Regions from separate parts of the Athene noctua genome. Here region 1 is linked to region 2. The links are chromatin contacts, called in public Hi-C maps. All regions are on one chromosome and are shown on one strand. The core of a region is the stretch at or near the end of the contact, and the rest is flanking DNA. Distances in the headings are between cores, read along the strand shown. Region 1 holds the start of MMADHC (metabolism of cobalamin associated D). Region 2 holds the start of RND3 (Rho family GTPase 3).

Region 1 (3,855 bases), core at 1,340-3,839, 130 kb after region 2:
ACATTGTAGGGGTGAATATTATTACTATGAACAACAAAGCCAATTTCTTGCTCTGATTTTTAGCTACTGAGTTACGTATTGAAACCTTTAGAACTGGTTTATGCTAATAAACCAGCAGCAAAGAAAATAAAATAAAATTGTCCAGAAACATGTGGTCTATAACTAAAGTAAATTAAAGGCCATGTGCACATTCAGAGGGATCTGAATGCCAAATCTTTTATTTTGAAGGCGAGAGATTAAAGTTCCCTTTGCTTAACCAGCATCGCTGCTTTGAACAGACAGCAAAGAAATGGCAAAAAATAAAAAAGAAGAGTCTTAATCCTAGTATTCCAACATGGCTTGTGTGCGTTTCCCCTCTACTGCAGAAGCAAACAGCAATACAGCTCTTTTATATTAGCTTTAAAGAGGATTTGGGTTTGGGCACCTCTCCCCTGATATTTTTAATTCAGCATTTAAATAGTTGCATTAGTATGCACAGCACTTTCCACATATGCAAGTAGGGAGGTTTTTGCCTCAAAGAACTCATGATCTAAATTCAACCACAATATTGAAAAAATGACAAAAAAGCTACCTGAAAACAATACTGAGTCTTAAGCTAGCTACAAAGCTTTCTCCCTTCCCCTTTCCATCGCTGCCAAGATGTATGAGAAGGCAAGATACAGAGGGTGATCGCCTCTGTAAGGCAAACAAAAAAGGCTGAACTTGGAGACAAAGATGATGAGGTTGTTCAGCACAGTGCCTGTGGAAAGCTATTCCAGACCCAGAAAATTGATAAAGATAGCTTTGTTAGAAAAGCTAAAAAGACATAGCTTATGAGAAGTCCTGGATTTGGTAGACATGGCATGATGGCTAACGTGTTTGAAGCGGATGAGGAAAAAGACAAATACAAAGATGAAAAAGAAGGAGCTAAGATGATGCTTCCTACAAATACACTTCAGGCCAGAGGGGGACAAAAGTGCCGTGTTCCAGGTGACGTTAAAAAAAAGAGGATGGCAATTTGAACGCATATTATGGACTGGAAAACCAGGACCATTCTGCAAATGAAGAGGGAGGATGAGCAGGAGCTCTACACCTGCACAGGAACATGGCTTTGGAATCAGTGCTCCAGCTGAGCCTCACTGACTTGGGGGATACATTCAACACACGTTCTGGGGGTTAGCGAGCGATTCAGCACAACCCACACAGCCAGTACGGCTCAACACCAAACACAAACTGGCTTTGTATTGCTCGTTCTTCTTGGAGCGACAAAGACTTGTCCCCAAACACATCTTGGAGCACCTTCAGCCGCGGACGGTGAGTAGAGTGGAGTAGCACCATGACCCCTTCTCTTTGCTGCGGGCACTGGAGAGTTTTTCAGCGCGGGGCTTCCAACCCACTCCTACCGCCAAGCCGCTCCGACGCCACACAAAGGAGAACGTGTCAACGCGTACATATGCAATTGCGTTAATAACTTCTGCAGTTAATTAACTTTATATAGCAGCGAGTACAGAAATTAACAGATATTTAAGAGCTCTGCCCATGGAATTACCTCAATCGAGCTCATAATGGAAAAGTTTATTTGAAATAAAAGCTGCCTTTGTAAGCAAACCTCACCCAATAACCAGGCCCAAGGAGAAAAGGTGGAGAAACGAAGCCCTTTCTCACTGAAGCAGCAAAAAAACAACAACAACCAAAAAAAAAAACAACAAAAAAAAGAGAGAGAAGTCTTTAGTTTATTGAAGAAGGACTTTATTTTTATTTTGTAAAACAGTTATTTTTGTAGAACAAGGGTACGGGGGTGGCTGTCAACCCGCCCCTGTGGCTCGACCCGATGAGAAGGCAAAGCGAACACCGTCGAAGGAGAGCACTAACCCATTACATAGGACACTTGGCATTTTATTTCCCTTTTAAAGCTGTCTTTAAATCACTGTGTTTAGGGGGGAGTCACTGATAAAAACCTCAGTTCTACCAAGGCACGTTTTTATTAATTATTTGAGGGAACTACCTATCGCCCCTGAAAACCGGGTTTGTTAGAAGCGGCATTATGTTCCAGTTCTGACGGACTTTCCAAGAAATCGCCGGGCCCAGCGGCCTTTCGGTGGCTGAGCAGCTCCCCCTGCATTTTTTTTCCAATAACAACACTCCTTTTTTTATTCACTTTCGACTTTACTGTACTCTCCGGCCCCAGCAAGCCCCAGCCGAGCGCTGGAGCAGGGGGGGTGTGTACCGGCAGCCCGGTTTACACTCCGTGACTGACTCCTGGCGCACCCAACGGGTACTGCGCCGCCGGTGACGGGCGCCCCGGTGCTGACACCACGATCCTGAGGAACCCGCGCGGCGGCCTTTGCGGGAGAAACACCCGCTCGGGTGCGGCGGCACAGCCCGGCGCTGCCCGGCCCGGCCGCCCTGAGGAGCCGCCTCACGCTGCCCCCGGCCCCTGCCGCTCGCCGCCGGCCCGCGCCACCGCCGCATCCCCGGCCCTAAGCAATCGACCGCCGAACGACTCGGCCCGCCCGCTCGCTGCCCGCTCCCTCGAGGCGCTTAATCGAGGTGTCGGTGGATCGGCTCGCTCGGCTTGGGGGCGGGCGCCCGTCGCGCGGGTGCGCCGGGGGACGGCGGCCGGCGCCATTTTGCAGGAAGAGGTGAGGGGGTGCGGCGGCTCTGCGGTCTCCGGTGCTCCCGCTGGGTTTCTCGCTCCCGTCTCGTCCATTCGCCTGGTGGTGGCGGCTTTAACCGCCGGGCTTGTAGCGAGCGGGGTAGCGCCGCGGTGCTTTGCGGGACTGTTGTCGGGGAAACGGCCGTGAGGGGCGATCGGCCCCGGCGGGCGGTGTGAGGGGCGGGCGGTGTGAGGGGCGGGCGGGAGGTGAGGCCGGTGCCTCGGAGGCGAGTGCTTTCGCTTCTCTTGCAGGGGCAGCCGGGCCTGCCGCCGAAGGGAGCCCGCCGTCTGCGATGGCCAGTGTGAGTATTGCGGATCGCCGGCCCCCGGGCTTCAGCGCCGTCGCGGCTCCCTTCGCCGGCGGTTCGCGGTAGGGGGGTGGCCGTCAGCCCGCCCCTGCGGCTCGACCCGATGAGAAGGCAAAGGAGAGCACTTCCCCCTGTCATCCGCGACGCTTGCGTTTTATTCACCCTTTAAAGCTGTCTTTAAGTCACCGCACTTAGGGGGGAGTCATTGATAAAAACCTCAGTTATACCAAGGTACATCTTTATTAGAAGGCAGCGGTATCGTTATCCTTCCATCAAAGTTTTGGAAGCCAATTTCCGTGGATATTGTGGAATAATCGAATTGAGGATTAAGTAGGATCTGGTTTGTTTGGGTTTTGTTAATGTCATGAGTTAAGATGAAACGCACAGGTTCACCAGGGTACTTCCAGACTGAAGAATGAAACAGGCTTTATTGATTTAGTCTTCCTACGGAGACATGAATAATTTATTGATTTCAGCGGTGTTTTTTCACTTGTGTAATGCTAGGTACGTAAATATTGGCATAAGTGAGCTCAGTCAACATACCTGTAATTAGCACTAACATCTGCATGTTAAGTGATCCTGATTATAAGAAAACGCTCTTTTCTTGTAATTATGTGTCAGCTGTAATTGTTTACATCTGGTTTATCTGTAACTCAATCATTATGCAAAAATTAATTTCATTTACTGGTTTTACATAATAGAGGAAAAAAACATTCAAGTGGAATCAGAAGACTTTTGTTGTTGTTACAGGCACCTTTTAAACATAGAGGTGTTTTAGAACAGACAGCTTAAGGCCTTACCTGTAAATGTTTTAAGTCAGAAAATCAAATATGCTTTTATGCTTTTGAGTTGGTAGAACTTATTGTATGTTTACACAGAGGTGGTGTGTGAGAAAGTGATGCTTACTGGCTT
Region 2 (3,668 bases), core at 773-3,272:
GAAGTTTCCACATTCCTCACATAGCTGGATGAAGGCCACTTTTCCACATGAGCTAGGTGAGGGAGCCGTCTCCCCCAGCGCCAGTGTGCAGGGCCCGGGAGCCCCAGTTTCTCTTCTGAGCACCCTCAGTCCTGGCCAAGCCAAGAACAGGCGGCATCAGCACCAGCATTGGAGCATCTTGGCTCCATCTGTACGGAGGTGACCGGTGAGCTGATAGGGAGCAGATGTTCATAGCCAGCTCCCATTCAGGATTAACAAAGAGTTCTTTCAAGCCCGTCTTCTTCTCCCCTTATATTCGACAGATATGCCACAGTTGGCATGTTGGACTCAGGAATATAGAGCCAGAGCTGAACCTCCAGAGCTCCACCCCACCTGCATCTGCCTGTGAGGCTGCCACGTGTTTCAGCGTGGGGTGGGAAGGAATGAAGAAACGGGATTTTCTGCACTCTGGAGAAGTCATGAGAGAATTTACGCAACGGGGTTTTTCCAGACTTATCTCCTGTTCAAACATACACAGCCAAACAAAAGAGACAAAACCAACTTGCTGTGAGCAAGACGTTTCCTCATTGCTTACTGACTGTTCTCCCATTCCATCATACGTCCAGAGAGCTGATGCCATGCTGGTGGACACCAGGGATGGATGGAGACAGCGAAGCAGATGAGATCAGCTTTGAATTTAAAAAAAAGAAGAGAGACGGAAAGTTGTCCACTCCACCTTTTCAGTAAGGCTTTACAAATAACACACACGCTGCAAATTTTAGTGTTTTGCTCATGATTTCCACACAGAAACCAAGGCTTAAATTCTTTGGAAAATTCATTAGAGTTGAGTAATTTGACCAGCAAAAGATGTGACGCATCAGAACAAAATCAAGAATACTAGGACTGAATGTTGAAATGTCGTGCTCGGGATTCTCTTCTCTGCATCACTGGAGAATCTCCCTATGGTCAAATATGCAGAAGATAGTAGCACTTTCCATTTCAGGATGTTTTAAGACTTTATTACTTGCTCACGTTTCAGCCCAGCACTGACACGGAGCTAGTTCATGACCTGGATGACTCACTTGAGATAAGCCCAAGACCCCACCTTCACCAAGGCCACCCCAGTCTTCGGCTGCCGGAGCAAGGAGGGGAAGCAGGCTCTGCTCCAGCCCTCCTGCCTGCCTTTCTGAGGGCATCTGCCTGCCACGCCGAGCCAGACGGCGGAGGAGAGGAGCACTTGAGGGAGAAGCGTGCTACGAACCGCTCACAAACCGTCCCTTGTTCAGGGAAAGATTCACCCCGCGCTGTGACAGAACCGCTGTTACAGTCAGCAGCGTTCAGCCCTCTGGTGAGCATAAGCCGTTGGCTGGTTTTGCTTGGTGTCCAGGGAGCTTAAAAAAATATAATAAAAGGAGCATGTTTAACGGTGGGGAAGTTTTTCAGAGATCCCTGTGACCGTGTTTTGAGTGAAAAACCCCGCTGCCCACAGCCAGCGTCAGCCCGGGCTGAGGCAGGCCTGCGGCACTGGAGGGGGGCACGGCACGTCCCCGAGGGACCCGGCACGCCTCGCCGCCCCTCAGGAGGCCACAAACCCCCCCATGCCGCAGGTTCCTTTCTGTAGCATTGAGATAGATAGGCTACTTGGATAAAATTTTTAAAAACCACCACAAAAAACCCCCACCCTTTATGCCACGCATCGCTCCTGAGGGCGCCGGCCCCACACCAGGCCTCTCCCTGACAGGATGACACCGCTCTGCCGCCGGCACGGGTTTACCCCCGCGCTCAGCGGACGGGCCCGGGCCCGGTGGAGGCGGGAGGGCCAGGGGGGCACGGCCGGGTGGAGACCGGCCCTTTCCCGGTCCCACGCCGCGTCCCCCCGACCCCACCGCGGCCGCTCGGGGCTGCGGCGCCGCGCGGCTCCTCTAGGGGGCGCCCTGCTCCGGCGGGCCGGGCGGCCGCGCGCGGCGAGGGGGCGGGCCCCGCGCCGGCGGCGGGCGGTGATTGGCGGATGCGAGGCTATAAATAGGGGCGGGTGGTGGGGGGACAAAGCAGTCTGCGCGGGACCGGCGGGCGGAGCGGGACGGCGGCGCGGCCCGCGGCGCTGCCACTTCCACCTGCTTTTTTTTTTTAAAAATTATTTCTGTCTTTTTTTTTTTTTTTTTTTTTTTGAGGTGAACCGGGTTTTGTGTGGTTTTTTTGTTTGTTTTTTTGTTTTTTTTTTTGTTTTGTTTTGTTTTTTTTTAATTTTTGTCGTGGCCGACCGAAGGACTAAGCCGAGATCAATGAAGGAAAGAAGAGCGAGCCAGAAGTTATCGAGCAAGGCGGTGATGGATCCCAACCAGAACGTGAAGTGCAAGATCGTGGTGGTGGGGGACAGCCAGTGCGGGAAGACAGCGCTGCTCCACGTTTTCGCCAAGGACTGCTTCCCCGAGGTGCGCCGGGGGGGCTGAGGGGCCGGGGGGCTGAGGGGCCGGGGCGGCGGTGGGCGCGGGCTGACTGTGCGCTGTCTCCCGGCAGAGTTACGTCCCCACCGTCTTCGAGAACTACACGGCCAGCTTCGAGATCGACACGCAGCGCATCGAGCTCAGCCTCTGGGACACCTCGGGTGAGCGCTCCCCTCCCCGGAGGTCGGGGGGCGAGGAGGGAGGGGAGGGGGGGGGGTGTCGGTAAACCCGTGAGGAGCGGCAGCCTCCGTCGGTCGGGGGAGCCGGGGGTTTTGGGGGGGGGGGGGACCAGGAGGCCGCCCCTGCGGCCCCGCAGCCCCTCACCGCCGCGTTGTGGCGGGGGTGCCCGTCCCCAGATGCGAGCGGCAGCTAGGCGAGACGGGCGGCTGCTTCTGCGATTCAGGTATTTTTTTTTTTAAAAACAAAAACCAAACAACCTGCGGTACACTTTAGCGATATATTTGACTGGGGAGGGGGGGAAAGGGTGTGGACAAACCTCCATTAAGCGATTTGTCAGCATTGCAGGGGAAGGCAGGCAGGGCAGGGGTATGTGTTCTCACCTGCCTGCCTGGAAGGGGCTTATCTGAGGAGCTCCAGGAGCACCTTTACCCCCCCACCGCTGTGAACCCCTGCTGCACCTAGTCAAAGAGCAAAGAGGTGTTTATATATGTGTATATAGTAAATTACATCAGCTCACATTTGAGTTCCTTGTGGCCTCCTTAATGCCTGTTCGGTTTTTTACAAAATACCGTACTTTTTCTCCTGTGTTTGAGTCTTTAAAGCCAGTAAAGACTCGTGAGGTGGGCACCTCTGGCTCTCTGAGGATGAAGAGGAAACTGTCCTTTTTTACATACCAAGATCAGGGCTTAAGGCCCTCCTTCTTTCAGTTGTACCTTCAGTGGCCATGTCAGAAACCCTCAAAAGGCTGAGGTTCTTGGCTGTCTTAGATCTCGTGTTAGGCCAGGAACTCCTCTAGATCCTGCTGTCATTGGTAATTGGACTAAGGTTACTGCCAGGGTGGGGAGGAGACACCCCTGAACTTGCCACCTTCAGCGCTGGAGTGAGGAGTGCGAGTCTGCCGCTCGATATCTGAGCGCGCTGGGAGAGGTGGTCGGGGGTGAATGACACCCGAAACCATTAACAGGAGCCTGCATCTGCGTTATTCAGCAGAAGGGATTGGGGAAAAAAGCTGAAGGAACTGGACAGAGTATGGAAGCCCTTTCATCTTTAGGCAGGTTGGGTAGA

What was found. A called contact is a pair of places that touch in the nucleus more often than the background predicts.
Region 1: a contact with region 2 is called in a Hi-C map of heart, with 4 times the contacts expected there. The contact joins the promoter of MMADHC here to the promoter of RND3 in region 2. A contact is called at or near these places in 2 of 2 Hi-C or Micro-C datasets (heart and liver).

What each region holds. Positions count from the first base shown.
Region 1 is chr7:2,688,134-2,691,988 of bAthNoc1.hap1.1, forward strand. MMADHC (metabolism of cobalamin associated D) reads left to right here and starts at 2,590. Exons shown (of 8, transcript XM_074911057.1): 1 at 2,590-2,621; 2 at 2,888-2,937. The coding sequence starts at 2,929.
Region 2 is chr7:2,554,936-2,558,603 of bAthNoc1.hap1.1, forward strand. It overlaps RND3 (Rho family GTPase 3), which reads left to right and starts at 2,023. Exons shown (of 5, transcript XM_074911070.1): 1 at 2,023-2,411; 2 at 2,497-2,584. The coding sequence starts at 2,262.